Regions from separate parts of the Mus musculus genome. Here region 1 is linked to region 2. Evidence: chromatin contacts called from public promoter capture Hi-C data. All regions are on one chromosome and are shown on one strand. Each heading gives the region's core, a stretch centred on a gene start, on an enhancer-like site or on the middle of the called end of the contact. The rest is flanking DNA. Distances are from core to core; before and after follow the strand shown.

Evidence for each region. Capture Hi-C pulls out chosen DNA fragments and counts their contacts.
Region 1: a contact with region 2 is called in a promoter capture Hi-C map of pancreatic islet. The contact joins the promoter of Akap14 here to the promoter of Upf3b in region 2. A contact is called at or near these places in 4 of 39 promoter capture datasets (cranial neural crest, epiblast stem cells, macrophages and 1 more), 3 of 15 datasets of contacts at CTCF or cohesin (CD8 T cells, large pre-B cells and pro-B cells), 31 of 484 Hi-C or Micro-C datasets (the AML12 cell line, B cells, CD4 T cells and 20 more), 14 of 115 datasets of contacts at active chromatin or transcription factors (the 230-238 cell line, CD8 T cells, the SCID.adh cell line and 7 more) and 4 of 9 other capture datasets (adipose tissue, liver, macrophages and 1 more).

The regions. Positions count from the first base shown.
Region 1 is chrX:37,166,067-37,170,391 of GRCm38.p6, forward strand. It overlaps Akap14 (A kinase (PRKA) anchor protein 14), which reads right to left and starts at 2,776. Exons shown (of 6, transcript NM_001033785.2): 1 at 2,704-2,776. The region is part of intron 1 of Gm39503 (a long non-coding RNA gene); the gene reads left to right.
Region 2 is chrX:37,108,536-37,112,621 of GRCm38.p6, forward strand. It overlaps Upf3b (UPF3 regulator of nonsense transcripts homolog B (yeast)), which reads right to left and starts at 1,787. Exons shown (of 10, transcript NM_026573.3): 1 at 1,541-1,787; 2 at 613-719; 3 at 380-486. The coding sequence starts at 1,696.

The sequences.
Region 1 (4,325 bases), core at 1,526-4,025, 59 kb after region 2:
TGGCACACACCTTTAATCCCAGCACTTGGGAGGTAGAGGCAGGTGGATCTCTGGGAGTTCCAGGTTAGCCAGGACTACACAAAGAAACCTGGTCTTGAAAAAAAATAGAGCTGGAGAGATGGTTTAGTGGTTAAGAGCACAAACTGCTCTTTCAGAGAACTAGGGTTTGATTCCCATCATCCATCTGGAAGCTCACATGTGGTGCACAAATTTACACACAGGCAAAGTACTCATACACATAAAATAAGAATAAACAACTCTTTTGTTTAAAAAAGGAAAATTTTTGTTCCTGTTTGAAGACTTTTTTTGTTTGTTTGTTTCGTTTTGTTTTTTGAGTCAGGGTTTCTCTGTGTAGCCCTGGCTGTCCTGGAACTCACTCTGTAGACCAGGATGGCCTTGAACTCAGAGATCTGCATGCCTCTGCCTCCCAAGTGCTGGGATTAAAGGCGTGCACCACCACTGCCTGGCTGAAAACTTTTTTAAAAGTCATAAATGCAGCTCAAGTTTTCCAAATACCTTCAGCATCTACTGATAATGTGAACATTGGCTCTCTCAGGATTATGGGCCGGGGGTCTATCAAAATAACAGGGGTGTGTCCATCAGGCATTTTTCCCCCTTATATGTGTTTCCCCCTTGAGTTTTGGACTCACTTTCCTTGCTTCACTTCCCTTCCCTCACTCAGAACTGTTCACTTCTGAGAAATCATTTCTAGCAGGCAAATTTCTTTCTTTCTTTCTTTCTTTCTTTCTTTCTTTCTTTCTTTCTTTCTTTCTTTCTTTCTTTCTTTCTTTCTTTCTTTCTTTCTCTCTTTCTTTCTTTCTTTCTTTCTTTCTTTCTTTCTTTCTTTCTTTCTACCAGGTCTCATTGTGTGTAGCTTTGGCTGACCTGGAGCTCTCTGTGTAGACCAGGATGGCCTTAATCTCACGAAAAAAGCCATCTGCCTGCATGATTAAAGGTGTACAAGGCCGTGCCCAGCCTTCTTGCTAGCAAATCTTTAAATGGTAGGAGGGAATGGTAGAAGATGCCTTTCCAAACTGAGAAAGTTATTTATTTATTATAAATAAAGTTTCCAGTTTGGGACTATTTAATGTGCTATGTTTCATTTAACCACCATGACCCTATGAATGAAATGGACACTGGCTATTTTCCACATCCACTCTCCTCTGTCACTACATAGCTAACAGGAGACGCCCACATGAAATGGCTCTCTAGTGCCCTCTAGTGTCCTTGAGAGGCCATACACTAGTAAGTGCATGCTGACAGATTTGTGAGAGGGAAACTGTATTCCGGGACGCCTGTGACTGGATGCCTACAGAAGTTTCCAGTTTCTCAGGGCTACTGTCTTCTACAACTTTTCAGTCTGGTTTCCCCCAACTCTCACTAGCCCAAATAACTACAAATCTCAGCAAGCTGAAGTTTCATTTGCCTCTCTCTCCTGTGGCCACATCTTTATATTTCCATGACCAACTATCTTAATTTTTAGTATGATAACTTGAAAACCATGTTTATTTCATTTTATGTATGCGTCTATGTGCCTTACGTGAGTGTACGTAAGTGTAGGTAAAGGTACTGTGCTTGTGCAGGTGACTTTGGTAACTGAAAGAAGGCATTGGATCCCCTGGACCTGGAGTTACAGGCAGTTGTGAGCCAGCTGATATAGGTGCTAGGAAAAGAAAGAAATGCAAAACAATATAAATTAAGTAAGAGACTTCCAGCCTGCCATGGTGGGGTACACCTTTAATCTCAGTTTCCAGGATGCAGAGGCAGGCAGTTTTAGTGAGTTCAGGTAAGGCTGGTCTACAGAGCTAGTTGCTGCAGAAAGAAATGCTGTCTTGAAAAGCAAGCAAGCAAGCAAGCAAGCAAGCAAGCAAACAAAGAAACAAAAAAGAGGCTTCCAGAGACCTTTCCTCACCGTCAGATAGATCAGAATGTGTTCCTATCTGCAAGCCTCATCTTAAAGTCATAGTTTTTCCATGTATCTCTTGAACTGGGGAGACTCAGCATGTGTGTGGGGTCAAAGAGGTGACTTGCAGAAGACGTTTCTCTCCTTTCACCATGTGAATTCTGGGGACCACCACTTTTATCCACTGAGCCATCTCATTCTCCCTGTAAGACCCTTTCATGAAAAGCAACCCTGTTTCCTTTTCTAACATCTTTTGTCCCAAGGGTACGGTAGACACTGCACAAGGCAACTAAGTTTCCCGTGACCATCAATCAAACAAAATCTGTATACTCTTTAAGCATTCCTGTAATAATTATAGATTAAATGCTCATTTAGGTCTTATTATTTTCATTGTCCACTCAGTTCCCTTTCACCTCAGTTTCCTCTTCTGCAGCTGGCGGAAAACAGGACTATCTGCTAAAAGAAAGTCATTTCAGGCTACATAGCAACTTTGAAACCAGCAACTTTGGCTCACATAGACCCCTCTCTCCAAAGCAACAACAAACCAGAAAGGGAGGAGGAACTGAGGAAGGAAGGAAGGGAAGGAGGGAGGGAGGGAGGGAGGGAGAGAGGAAGGAAGAGAGGGAGGGAGGGAGGGAGGAAGGAAGGAAAGGAGGGAGGGAGGGACTTATCTTCATCCATCAATGGATGCATATCATTCATAGGTATCTCTCCCATTAGCTTCTTTGGGGTCTGGATGATTAATAGAACCACTTCAAGCCCCCTTTCAGGCCTCCCCCTTAGCAAAGAAACCCCAATACCTAAAGATTATTCTTTGAAGCAGTAGCAGAGGAGGCCTTAGCAGTCTCTCAGCAGTGCTGCCCCAAGGTTCCTAAAGAGAATGTTTACAAGTGCTGCCACAGCAACGATGGCAGTTTCAACAATGGGGAGCCATGGGCCTCTGTCAATAAGAGAAAGGAATTTGAGAGGAGAGAGAATGCTGAGTCCTACATGCTATTCGACCTCAGCATCAGAGCTAAACTGTACAAAGCAAGCCTAGCTTCTTCCCAGGAGGCGATGCAGGCCCAGCTGTGCCGGGAGGACTGGTGAGGTGACCTTCTTCAGCCAAAAAGCATTTGAGCATTTGCATGCTGTACAAGTCACTGCATCGAGCTGTCTCCACCTTGCAATAGTGTCCTAAGGTAACTATTACTGTTTCATATTATGTTTGCATGAAGTGAGACACAGAGGGTACCCTGGGAATTGCCAGGAGCTCAAACCCAGAAGTATCTGCCATCACTGCCTACAGTCTGACATTTTCATGTCATCATTCTGAGGTTAGGACTTTATGTGCTGGAGGAGGAGAGAGGGGGAGCAGTGAGTATCTGAGCAGACTCAGAGACAGTTGACTTAGCACTTTTCTTTCTCCATTTCTTGTCTACAAAATACAGATGAGCATGGCTTTAGACAAAGTCTTTTTATAGAGCCTGTGCTGGCCTCAAACATGACGTCCCCATGCCTCAGCCTCCTGAGTGCACCACCATGCCAAACTTAGAACATGTTTCCTCCCTCCCTCCCTCCCTCCCTCCCTCCCTCCCTCCCTCCCTCCCTCCCTCCCTCCCTCCGTCCCTCCCTCCCTCCCTCTGTCCCTCCCTCCCTCCCTCTGTCCCTCCCTCCCTTCTACTCTCTCTTTCCCTCTCCCACCCCCTCTTTTGACAGAAACCTGTTATAGCTCTCTCCTAAGAGGCTCTGTCAGTGCCTGACAAATACAGAAGTGGATGCTCACAGTCATCTATAGGATGGAACACAGGGTCCCCAATGAAGGAGCTAGAGAAAGGACCCAAGGAGCTGAAAGGGTTTGCAGCCCCATAGGAGCAACAATATGAACTAACCAGTACCCCCAGAGCTCCCTGGGACTAAACCACCAATCAAATAAAACACATGGAGGGACCCATAGCTCTAGCTGCATATGTAGCAGAGGATGGCCGTGTTGGACATCAATGGGAGGAGAGGCCCTTGGTCCTGTGAAGATTCTATGCTCCAGTATAGGGGATTGCCAGGGCCAGAAGCAGGAGTGGGTGGGTGGGTGAGCAGGGGGAGTGGGGGGAGGGGATAGGGGGTATTCAGAGGGGAAACCAGGAAAGAGGATAACATTTGAAATGTAAATAATGAAAATATCTAATAAAAATTTATCTACAACAATTAAGCATATTTAAATCTTATAAATTATAAATTTTAATGAGAATTATTATGAACTAAACTTTGTAAATTACTATAATGATTTTTAAAACTCAGGAACAAAATATACTTTGTTTTTTTTATTTCAATAGTTGCCTTGAGATTAATGTTTTATTTTTAAAATGAGTGGTTAGATTTTATTAAATAAAAAATAAAGTATTTCATAGTTTTTCTTTCAAAAAAAAATACCCAGGGTATTAGGCTG
Region 2 (4,086 bases), core at 537-3,036:
TATCAAACAGGAGAAATCAGTGGTAATTATAGTCACTGGATCAAAGGAAAGAAATCATAAGTTAAGAAAACTATCTCAGGGTTATAAAAATTCTTTCAATGTTGCACATTTTATCTTAAAGGAGTTTAAGTCTAACCCACACAGACTTGGAGAAAGCATTGTATATTGCTCTCCCACACCCCTTCCTCCCTCTCCTCAACCCTATCTCTTTTCTTCTCTCTCTCTCAGTGGTCATTCTATGTAGTCCAGACTGACCTCAAACTTGGAGTCACCCTCCTGCTTCTGCATCCTTTGCTCTGATTACAGGCACATACCGCAAGTGGCAGCACACACTCTGTTCAATGTAACCATGAAAAACTCTCCTAAATCGTATACTCACCCTTATTGTCAAGGAATACATAGCCATCAAATCGGTCCCTGAATAAAAGAATGTCTTCTTGGTTTTTAAAGTTGATATATGCTCTGGCATACATATGAGGATAAAGGCTGTAGAGACGGAAAGCAATTACGTGACTATGGTTTCAGGTGTCTGACTGAATTGCAAACACATACACATTAAAGACACTAGCCCAAAAAGCGAAAAGGAGGGTAAAATATTAATTTTTTTTTTACCTAGTATCATTAGAAAAAAACTCAAAATAATCGTGCTCAGGCATAGGTTGAAGATGTTCCTGAAGCTGTTCCTTGGTCAAAGTGGGAGGTAATCTTCGAATTACCACCTTAGGAAACAAACGAGGAAAGGAAAATCAGTACATAGCAGCCAACTTTCTGGCATACCAGAATCATGGCTTCTGATAATCGGCTCTAAAATACAGACACTTACAAAAACACCGAACATATTCTCCTGCAATCCAATGCTATGAATTACTCAAAGGTATGGATAACGCGGGTTTATACAAACTCCTGGAAGTGACAACTGTCTGGGGCAAGGAAAATCCCAGGTTCTGTTCTTAAATGGAGTTTAAAACCCATTTTGAACGAATTCTGGTCTTTTGTCGGTGTCGCGACATTGTCTCTCTCACCGGTCTAAAATGCGCTAAATGAACTCCCTTCCCCATTCTGTGTACCACGGAAATCCTTTACCCATCGCCCTCCATCTGTCTGCTCCTCCAGGTTGGTCATCAATCCTCTTAATGTGCTCCCCCAACTCGCTTGCATTAACACGTACTTCACAATTACTCCCACCCCTAACCCCTGGTGTGGCAAGGTCTATTTAGCAATTCAAGCCAATTAAAGTTCCCCTATCTTTCCTGCTGCTCCCCTCTCTCATAACTACCCCACCGTCGCAGCTCTGAACTAACCTTTTCTCATCTGGGAACCCTCCTTTTCCCTCACCCCCACCCTCCATCCCCCCATTTCGGGGGCTTTATCAGAACCTGCTAATCCCATTTCCACCAGTGCGTGAGACAGTGCGAAGCAATTTCCATTCAGTTAGAAACAGAAGAGTTACCCGGGAGAGGAAGAGAGCAGCCCCATTCCCAGCCATGCTCCCCAGTCCGTGGACATGTCCCGCCCTCTTGTGCCACCACCCGATAGGCACCTTGCTCAAAGCTTCTTTCTTGTCCCTGTTGCGATCCTGCCTATCGTCCCCTTTGGCGCCTTCGGCAGTAGCGCCAATACAGCCGCCTGTGGCGCCCTGCGGCGTAAACAGGGTCACTCGTTTCTCCTTAGGCCTATGATCTTTTTCTTCCTTCATGGCCACGGTTACGCTCTTTAGAGCGGTGGCACAGCTGCTAAGCCGTTACGCCGGGCACCTACGACTCTCCGGGAGAGACCTCAGGAGCTCCGCCCCTAACAAATAGCCCTAGTGATAAGCAGAGCCCTGCGTTCCATTGGGCTCCCGGAGATCTCGCGAGAGTTTAAGGCCCTCGGTTTCACTCGGGGTTAGGGTTTTAATACCTGACCTTTACTTCCCGCCTGCCGAAGTCCCCATGCTGCCCAATCCCCTAGCGGCCCAGATTCCCTCGGGGCCCGCCCCTTAGCGCGTCATTAGCAACTCCGCCATCTTGTCTAGAAACGACTCGTTTCTGGACTACAACTCCCAGCATGCAAAGCAGCTGCCCGTTTAGGATTAGAAATGTGGGAATCATCCAGATTTTTAGTATATGTGATCATTTGATCTTAAAAATTTAGTGATTCTTTTTCAGATAAAAATACCATAAACATCTTAAGTATATATGATCCCTTAATCTTTTTGTTTGTTTGTTTTGTTTTTTTGAGACAGGGTTTCTCTGTGTAGCCCTGGCTGTCCTGGAACCCACTCTGTAGACTAGGCTGGTCTAGACCTCAGAAATCCACCTGCCTCTGCCTCCCGGAGTGCTGGGATTAAAGACGTGCGCCACCACTGCCCCGCTATGATCCCTTAATCTTAAAAGTTTAGTGCTTTTCTTTTTCAGATAAAAAATACCCACAAGGTTTTATGCCACGTGAGCCTATAATTGCAGCACTGGGGAATCTGAAAGAGAAGGATCAAGACAAATTCAAAGTGTGGTCTAAATAGCAACTTTCAGGCAAATTAGTGCTAGATAGTGGAACCGTACGTATATCAACCAAACAACCATCAGGTAAATAAACAGATAAGGAAAAGCTATTTAAAACTGAAGTATACTTTCAGAGGCATTAGGATTTACACATGCTCAAGAAACACACAAGATACTAATTTCAATGAATTATAACCAAAATGTATTACATTTGTTTTCACCACCTTTCTTTCTTTTCCAAATTAAAGAATTCTCTCCCAACACTGTTATCCAACAAGATGGGGAAAGGAAAATATCCAACTTGATTCTGTTCACTTTCTTCACTTTGAAAAAGGTCAAATACCCATTAACAGTTGAATGGACAAGCAAGATGTGATACATTCACAGAATGAAGTACAATGCCTTAGTAGTTGGTACATGCCATAAATTTGAGCAATAAAACGGACTCTTTAACCAGGTGTGGTAGCGTGTTCTGTAGTCCCTGCTTTGGGGAAGCTGAGTCAGGAGGGTCATGAAATACCCAACAAGATGTTTTCTGTAGAAGGAAAGAGGGAGGAAATGAAGAAAGGAAGAGAAGAATAAAGCATTTTGCTGGTGTGTCTGTCTGAAGGGGAGGGGAGTCTCCAGTACAGTTTGCTGGTGGCCAAAGAAACAAGGCACTGACCCACCTCAGTGTGGCAGGTTCCTGATCTGGGCAGGTGGTTCTCAGCACCATGATTAAAAATAACCATGGTGTGTTGCAATTAAGAAATGGGGTCTGGAGAGCAAGCTTCCCTCATTTATATTCTGCACTAACCTGAGAACTAAAATTTTGCTGCTACAAAGGATGACCTTCATCTAAGTTGGCCAGATGCTGAAACTTTGGTCTTTCTTGTAGTCCTGTATTGTGTGTGTGTGTGGGGGGGGGGGGTCTGATACTAGCATATTTGTGTGTTAGGTAGACAGAGCTAGCTGAATATGGTGGCAGATACCTGTTCTGTAGCCGGAGCTACTTCCAGTTACTGAACCACAAGATCACTGAGTTCACTCGTCTGGGCAGCAAACTAAAATTTCATTGTTCTCCTTCTCCTCCCCAAGAGACGTACATTTGTTTGTTTGTTTGTTTGTTTGTTTGTTTGACATAGGGAGACAGGGTGTAGCCTTGGCTGTCCTGGAACTCACTCTGGAGAACAGGCTGGCCTTGAACTCCAAGAGATTAGCCTGAATCTGCCTCTGGAGTCCTGGAATTAAAATAAAGGTGTGCCACTACCACCTGGCATGAGACAACATTTATTAACATTTATTTTGTTTTATAAATATCTGGCTTGGACACCATGGGAAACTCCTAGCAGAGGGGTGGGGGTGGGGGTATGGATCCTGAAGTGGCCACTTCCTATAGCCAGGCAGGAAACAAGTGGAAGGATAAGGACAGCAACCCATCCACAAAAACTTCAACTCAAAATGTATCCTGCCTACAAGATGTGCAGGGAGAAATTAGAGCAGAGACTGTGGGAATGGCCAACCAATGACTACCCCTAAATTGAGATCCATTTCACAGGCAAGAACCAATTGTTGACACTATTAATGATACTTTATTATGCTTGCAGCCAGTAACCTAGCATAACTG